Linked DNA regions of Mus musculus: region 2 is linked to region 1. Evidence: chromatin contacts called from public HiChIP or PLAC-seq data. All regions are on one chromosome and are shown on one strand. The core of a region is the stretch at or near the end of the contact, and the rest is flanking DNA. Distances in the headings are between cores, read along the strand shown. Region 1 has its middle 60 kb from the start of Gm35154. Region 2 has its middle 21 kb from the start of Mir1929.

Region 1 (4,056 bases), core at 7-2,506:
GAATTCAACTAGAACATGCTAGAGCTACACCATACAGCTCGGCATGCACCCCTGCACTCTTGTAATTCCCTGGAAAGAAAAAATGTTGATTAAACTTGAATAGATAGAGACATTGGGTAGCACAATGAGAAAAGCAATCAAACAGAACCTCTCCCTTCATGGGGTAATATAACTTGTGGAGGACTTTCACAAAGGGTATCAAGTATCGAATGCCACCACACTGCCTACTTAAAAACCAGACAGTCCAATTTTGAAATTTTAACAGGAAGAGAGTTAATAAGGGGAGGCCCACTTATTCGGATGAATCAAAGATGAATCTGATATATAATCATGCTTTATTTGTACAGGGTCATTCACCCTAGAATCAAAGCAGTGATCACATATCTCGTTAACCCTTACAACACCCCCAGGAGGCATGGAGATGGTAAGTCATCCCCCTTGTTACAGATGGAGAGAGCCTGAGGCTCAGGACACTGAAGGGACTTGTCAGAGGCCACATCAAGTAAGTGAGTAATGGAGCAAGAAAGGGAACTAAAACTCTGTCTTTCTCCCCATCGCACTATTATATCTATTATATTTTACCAGTGTTGCCAAACATATTAATTACATTTTCTTCAGAATTCATTTTAAAAAATCAACCCCTTCTTTAAAAAACAAAACAAAACAAAAAAAAAGGCAAAAGAGTGAGTTGATAAGGAAAAAAAGAGATTTGTGTTTGTTTTAATGGATCAGTGAATTAACATATCTAAAGGTGTTGCTTGAGAAACAACTTCGGTGTGAGACAAATGTTTACATTTTTAAGGTAATTAAGGTGAACTCAAATTGAAACTCTAATTTGTGACTGAAAAGCACTGGCTGCTTGCCTTTGGGTTTCCAAACAGAACCATCAAAGAAACCTTCATTGACTGGTCCCTTTGTTGTACGGGCAGGGGCAGCCGCCAGCGGCAAGCAAAGGGTTTAACTGACTCATCACGGTAAAAAAAAAAAAAAAAAAAAAAAAAAAAAATCATCAGAATTTTCAAGTTTTTTAACCTTCACATTTTCCTAGAAGTCCACTCGATGAGCAATTACGTTTTCAGGATCCCTGTTAGCTAACCAACCGTTCCTGAGAATTCGTGATTCCACAAAGTAAAACCGGTTACTACTCAACTTCCTCATTTTTAAAAGTGGTGGCGACAAGAAGTCAGGGTGACTGCCAGACCAGTGCTCCTTGCTGCGGAGGAGGTGGGGGAGCAGTCAGGAGTCCTAGTTTGCAGGCTAAGTTCTGGAGATGCAGGTACCTCTGTCCCTGAGCCATGCCAGCCTGGTGTGGAGCTGTGTCTCACACGTGGGTTCTGCAGGCTCATCCCACACCGACCTATAAGTCTCCTCGAAGCTGGGCTGAGGGAGCCCACACCACAGGCCTGTCTGTGGCCAGTGCTCTTGAGATTCTCGGTTCCCAAAACCGCAGTTCCCGATTTCTAGTTTCCTTATAGATGAGATGTGGGGATCTTCAGAGGGGATCCCGGACCGCCAAGCAAGGCTGGGGAAACCCAAAGCCCCTGTGGTTGACGCTAAGTTGTTTGGGTATCAGCAGAGACTCTGAGAGATGGTGTTTAAAATGCCTATTTTGGGTCAGTTGAGCTGGAGGGAGGCCACACCCCCCAGAGAAAGCCATGAAGAAGGTTCAGATGCGGTCTCTGACTCTCAGCTCCTGAGCTTTCAGGATCCAGAGCCTATTTCCATCTTTCCAAAGAAGTCTGGGGCCCTGGGCCTCAAATGTTAATTCTATATTTAGGTCTACCATTTATTAGCTGCTGTGTGACCCTGCGTAAATTATTTGGCCTGGCTGTTCTTCTTCTTAATTTGTGAAATTAAGGGGCTCCGGGGGCGGCTTAGACAGTGAGATGATACCTTTAGTGTTATCTGATTACCGTAAGCACGGCTTGGTGAAATTAAGCTCCAGGTCACACCAAGAACTGAAGGTGACCTAGTGCACCAGACCCTTCCTTAGGACTGCTGACCTACTTACATGGTTCAGGCAGAGGTGGGGTGTCATAGAATGAGTAAAACCAGGCGAGAGAGCATAGCTAGGAGAAAGCGTGTCAAGGCAAAAGGAAAGGCACACTGGGGAGGGAGCGACTTTCCAAGTTCCTGAACTAAATAAATCCTGTCACATTCCCACACGCAAGCCTACCACAGCATGAGCCTTGCCTAAGAAGCAGACTAGAAGGCTGATGGGAATCTGGATAGGATTGGCCCAGTTTAAGGAAGTTGAAGTTAAGCACCTCCTACTCCAAGTCCTGTAGCCCCTCGCCTTAGGTCTTACTCGCCTGAATAGACAAGGGGACTAGAGAGAGAAAAAACATGAGACGCAGTAAGACACCATCTGCAAGACGAGAGAGAGGCCTCAGGGGAAAGCAAACCTGTTAACCTCAAGTGTTAAACTTCCTGCCTCCAGAATAAAGAGAAAATTCATTTCTGTTGTTTGAGTCAAACTGTAAAATGGAAAAGTTTCCAGATCCTGTCGTCCAGCCTGGCCTGTGTGTCTTCCTTGTCTGGTCCAGTGATAGCAGGTCTTACAGAGAGACCACAGGGACAGTCTCAGTAGCTAGTAGGTTCTTGCCCAGGCCCTCTTTTTCTGCTCAAGAGATAGCCTACTCCTCTCTCACTGTGGTGTGACACTATTTCTGGGGAGATGTGAACAAATGTCTACTCACCCCAGATAAGAAACCAGCAACAGGAAAGTAGGGTAGGGCAGTGGCTCAGCATGTATTGCTCTTCCAGAGGTCACAGGTTCAATTCCCAGCACCCATATGGTAGCTCACAACTGTCTGTAAGTCCAGTTCTAAGAGATCCAATACCGTCTTCTGCCCTCCATGGGCACGAGGCATACATGTAGTACACTCAGGTAAAGCACTTACATACATAAAGTAAAAATAATGAATATTTTATATTCCTTTTAAACAGAGCTATAAAGGGAAAACTGAAATCTGTCAAGGAATCAAATTGTGGTTTTCCTTCCTTCTGTCTTTCCTTTTCTTCCATGAAAGGAATAAGAATCATCCCAAGGCAAGGGATACAGGCCAAGCAAAAGGAGGCTTTCAGACCTGCTCAATAAACTTTTCCTCTCAGTGTCGATGGAGACATAATGTGATGTAATGAGTGTGTGTAGTACTCATGACACACTTCCAGGGCACAAAGAAATACTAATAGCAAAGGAAATCTGAGCCAGCTGCTATGTACAGCAATAGACAAAGAGAAAAGACTAAGATAGGCAGGCAAGGTATTACCTATATTTCCATACATTATTAAAATTTTAAAGCTTTATCAAATACATAATATGAGTCAGGCCTGCATACATACCAATACCAAGTACTATAAGTACTATGTATTATGTTCCTGTGTGCCTAGTGTGTTATATGTTATTTAACTCTTATTGAGCACCCTGTAACCTAGAAGATACCAGACCTTTACAGCTGATAAAACTGTGGTTTAGGGCAACTCAATATTTTTTCTTCCAAGGTGATAGAATATACTGAAGCTACTCCTTTGTCTAATTTCATTAAAAAATGAATGTATTTATTTCCAGGCATTGGGCAACGGGAAACAAAAAGCATTAAAAAGAAAAACAAACAAAAAGTGTCCTGCTGTCAGATTGTTTACTCTCGGGGGCGGGGGGTGGGGGTGGGGGGGGTAGAAGCAGTAAATGAGGGAAAGGGATTCAGTATGTAAGAAGTTAAGTACCATGAAGAAAAACAGAGAAGAGAAAGTGGGAGGGGGGAGCCGACGTACACTTCACCCAAATGATGGCATATCAGTAAAGAACCGAAGCTTCCCTCCCGTCCAAGGAGCAATGCTCCAGGCAGAGGAGCAGCAGCGTTCAGACCCTGGGGCGGGAGATGCAGGAAAGTCAGTGTAGGTAGAAGAGAATGAGGTCAGGCAGAGCCTCAGACAATCTCAGGCAAAGGCCCTGAGTTTTAGGGCCTTCTTTTAGACATCTAAGAGGGGCCAGGTAAGCTGGAAGGGACCACAGTGGAGGTGTCAGTTGTCAGCTCTGAAACACTTCAGACTTTG
Region 2 (3,885 bases), core at 251-2,750, 160 kb after region 1:
TTATGTGCATTGGTGTTTTGCCTACATTATGTATTTGGAAGGGTGTTTGATCTCCTGGACCTGGAGTTATAAACAGTTGTGAGCTGCCATGTGGGCACTGAGAATTGAACCTGGGTCTTCTGGAGTTGCTCCCAGTGTTCTTAACTGCTGAGCCACCTCTTCAGCCCCTAGAAATAGTTCTTTTCAAATTGTGTTTTGAAACTGCATTCCTATGTAGGAAGATCTCTGCTGTATTTTCCCTTTTCTTCAGACCATCTTTGCATAGTCCATAAACATCAATACTTTCTCAGTACCCGAACTGGGCCTCTGAGGCCACTTCGAGGTCTTTACGGACCAGCAGCCTCATGCTTTGTGGCTGCTCTCTTGCAGGTGTCGTGGGAGGGTGCGCCCATGGGAGGTGGCTTCGTTTCGCTTACCACTGTCACAGAATACCAGAACCGGTCGGTACCGGATAGTGAACCGACTATGTCTCTGCTCAGGGTTCTAGGCAAGTTCGAGACTGAGGGGTGGCAGCTGCCGAGGGCCTTTGTGTCCAGCATCCTACAGCAGAACAGAGAGGAACGTGGCTGGAGGCCCCTTTTTTGAGCATCCGTTCTGTTCTAAACAGCTTAATCACCTTTAACTGGGCCCCAGCGCCGGACCGGCCCTGCTGTGTTGGGAGTGAAGCTTCTCCACTCAGTGGAACCATGACTGTGAATTTTAACCACTTGCACCTGAAAAAAAAAAAAAAAAAAAAAAAAAAGGAAGAGGATGCTGGATTAGGTGCAGTTCCTTTCTGGGACTTGGAACGTTGCCAGGAGCCTTGGCTCACTTTCCTGTCAGCCAGCCTCTCTGGCTCTGCAGACAGGCCAGGGCAGGAGATGCCTGTAGAGACCTGTAGGCAGACAGCTCAATGCAAAGATCACTTTCACTGTGTTGGCTGGGTGCTGGCTGCAAGCAGAGCCCCGGGCTGCTGCCAAGGGTTAAGGTAGCAAACCAGCAGTAAACGGAGTGCTTGGCAGAAGCCCAGCCTCTGAGACAGAGACAGGCTTAATTTCCATCCTTGGTCACAGTTGCAAAGGGACATTGCCACTCAGATCAACAAATCTGGTTTGCATGTGAGACATACAAACCATTCTTTGCATTGTGAAACAGAGTCTAAGAAGGTCCTATTCCCGGAAACCTCGAGGTGCCTCCCCTCCCAACTCTTAACATCCAGGTTACTCTAGCTGCTCTGAGTGAACCCTGACCTTTGAAAGGGGGGTATAATGCCTCCGAGAAACCCCAGGCCTGACTTCAAGCAGATCTTTATATAAGAACTGATTGCACAAGCCTGCATGTGTGGGGCTGAGGGAAGAAAAAGGGAAGAGTGCTTTCTGTGTATGACTGAGACCCTGCTATTCGTTTGACTTGGATGTTTCAGCTGAGCTCTGTCGATTATGAAGATAGTCATATATGTCAGTACTAGAAACCTCCGCTCGCAGTTGTACGAGCAGCTGCCCCATCCTCCCGCTCTAGCCTTGCCCTCCTCTGCAGTGAGCAGGAAGCAGAGACTCAGAGAGAGTTGGGCCTTGGCAGCTGGGAAGTGGTGGGGCATCAATTCTGCCCTCATAGCGAAGGGCAAGAGTGCTGGTCACATGGAATCCGGAGATGGCTGTGTAATGTGGGAGACGCTGAGTTCCATGTTCCCACACTGTAAGTCATGATGACACTGTTAAAAATGACGGGTGGGCGGCGGAAAGTGAAAGAAAAAGAACAAGAGGGAACAGAAACCGACCAGACGCACAGAGGATCAGGCGAGTGTAAGGAGGAAGGCACGAAGACAGGCTGGGGGAGGGGTAGCCTGGAAGTCAGTCAGGGAAAGGGGAAGGCAGGCAAAGGAGACTGGGTAGGAGGAAGAAACCAGACAAAGAGGATTGCGATGAGGTAGACACAGAGACAAGACCTTCTCCTTGAAAAAAAAAAATGTCCTTTTCCAGCCGAGGGTGGAGGCCAACCACGCCCCAACCCCTGCCTGACACGTCACTTTCAGACCCCGGCTGCAGGGCCAGCCGGAGAAGTCCCTCACCTTAAATCTGTCTCTGCTTGTTGAAGAAGGCCCGAATTGAGATGGAAGGAGTTTGTGAGACTTTCTGGAAATAACAGAGGAGAAAAGTAGAGAGCCATGTGCTTGGCAGAACCCTCTCGAGAGTCCTCAGACAGGCTGCGCCCGTTCTGCCCTTCACCTCAGGAGTGGTACCAAGCTCTCTGGCTTTGGTCTCCAGAAATCTGCAATCTGGGAGGGATCAAAGGTCCATATGGAGAGCGCTGAACAGCCACGCTGTTGCGCAGACAGTGAACACAGGCAGAAAATACCAATGGAAGATGAATGAGAGAAAAAGATGAATGAGATGAACGAGACCTTTAAAAAGATGAATGACCTTTTAAATGGACAATGGCTTTCTTGACAATGTCACAGAATTTTCTTAACTGTGGGGGAATTAGGGTAAACAATTTGGTCAACTATGGAAACATGGACAACTGGACCAAGAAGGTCCAGTGTGTGGGCTTGAGAACAGCATAGCAGAGCCAAAGCAGAGAATCCCATCACTAAAGCCAATCTCCAGGTGAGCTGGCTCAACAGAAGTATGGCATTGACCTTTAAAAAGTTTTTAAAATTAGCACTCCCCAGAAGTTATACTTATCATTAAAAAGCAACAAACATTGCCTAGACAACTCTGGCACAGGCCAGCTTGCAAGAGGGCCAGGCTTAGCCTCATCTGTCAGGTCGGACAGACACAGACTTCAGAGGACAGCTTGAGATCAAAGGTTGCAGGAAAAACTGAAGATGATGGAGGGTAGGCAGACACTGAAGGAGACTGAGGTGGTGGTGGTGGTGGTGTGTGTGTGTGTGTGTGTGTGTGTGTGTGTGTGTTTGTGAGAGTGTTTGTGTGTCTCTGTGTGAGTATGTCTGTTTGAGTGTATCTCTATGTGTGTGTGTGTGTCAGTGTGTATGTGTGTCAGTATCTGTGTATCAGTGTGCATGTATGTGAATGTGTGTTAGTGTGTCTGTGTGTGTCACTGTGTATATCTGTGTGAGTGTGTGAGAGTGTATCTGTGTGTATGTGTGTGTTTGTGTGTATCTGTGTCTGTGTGTGTCAGTGTATTTTGGGAGTGAGGTGAGGATATTCAACATGTAGTTGACAAGAACATGAAGCAAGGACAATGACAACCAAACGTTATGGATTTGTTTGGTTTTTCAAGACAGGGTCTCATGTATGCCAAGTTGGCCTTAAACTTGGCCTCGGCTACAGAGCCTCCCAAAACGGGATCACAGGTAGAAGAAGCCATAGCACCTTGTTTTATGTGGTGCTGGGAATGGAACCCAGAGCTTTATGAATGCCAAGCAAGCACATACCAACTGAGTTACATCCTCTGCCTAGAACAACCAGCATTTATGGGGTACAAACTGCCAGGTGCTTTCTCAAGCATTTTGTATGTTACTTGTTCACATAAACTCTTCTATTGTCCTATGAGGCATTTCCTGTTAACTGTATTTTATACACAAGGGAACCTGACTATTCCATGGGAGTTAGCTCAGTGTTCTATGTTCTGTAATTCTTAAATCTGAAGACATATAAGAATCAATGTTTATGTTTATGGGTTGGTTTATGTTGTTGTTTGTTTTTGGTTTTCTTTGGGGATTTTAATTTTTAATTAAAATTATATAATTAATTAATTTAGAGGATCCATGTCCCGGAGGCTGGTCTCAAACTCAGTCTGTAGCTAAGGATGGCCTTTCAACACCAGGATTACAGGCTTGAACCACCATGCCTGGTTTAGTCAATGCTGGGGACAAACCCCAGGCCTGTCACGTGCTGGGTGAGCACTTTGCTAATTTACCTACCGCCTTAGCCCACTGCTGTT

The links. HiChIP or PLAC-seq counts read pairs in DNA pulled down with a chosen protein or histone mark.
Region 2: a contact with region 1 is called in an H3K4me3 HiChIP or PLAC-seq map of bone marrow-derived macrophages, with 2.6 times the contacts expected there. The contact joins two enhancer-like sites. A contact is called at or near these places in 4 of 39 promoter capture datasets (3T3-L1-derived adipocytes, embryonic stem cells, liver and 1 more), 12 of 484 Hi-C or Micro-C datasets (CD4 T cells, Th1 cells, centrocytes and 4 more), 4 of 115 datasets of contacts at active chromatin or transcription factors (CD8 T cells, bone marrow-derived macrophages and embryonic stem cells) and 2 of 9 other capture datasets (embryonic stem cells and liver).

The regions. Positions count from the first base shown.
Region 1 is chr10:44,536,406-44,540,461 of GRCm38.p6, reverse strand. No RefSeq gene overlaps it. Among named protein-coding and RNA genes, the nearest start is that of Gm35154, 60 kb to the left of the region's middle. Within about 2 kb of position 1,256, at least 71 of the 459 cell types and tissues checked have an H3K27ac peak or open chromatin away from gene starts, as enhancers often do. A contact at or near this core is called in CD8 T cells, bone marrow-derived macrophages, centrocytes and 1 more, where this site is marked.
Region 2 is chr10:44,378,571-44,382,455 of GRCm38.p6, reverse strand. No RefSeq gene overlaps it. Among named protein-coding and RNA genes, the nearest start is that of Mir1929, 21 kb to the right of the region's middle. Within about 2 kb of position 1,500, at least 189 of the 459 cell types and tissues checked have an H3K27ac peak or open chromatin away from gene starts, as enhancers often do. A contact at or near this core is called in CD8 T cells, bone marrow-derived macrophages, centrocytes and 1 more, where this site is marked.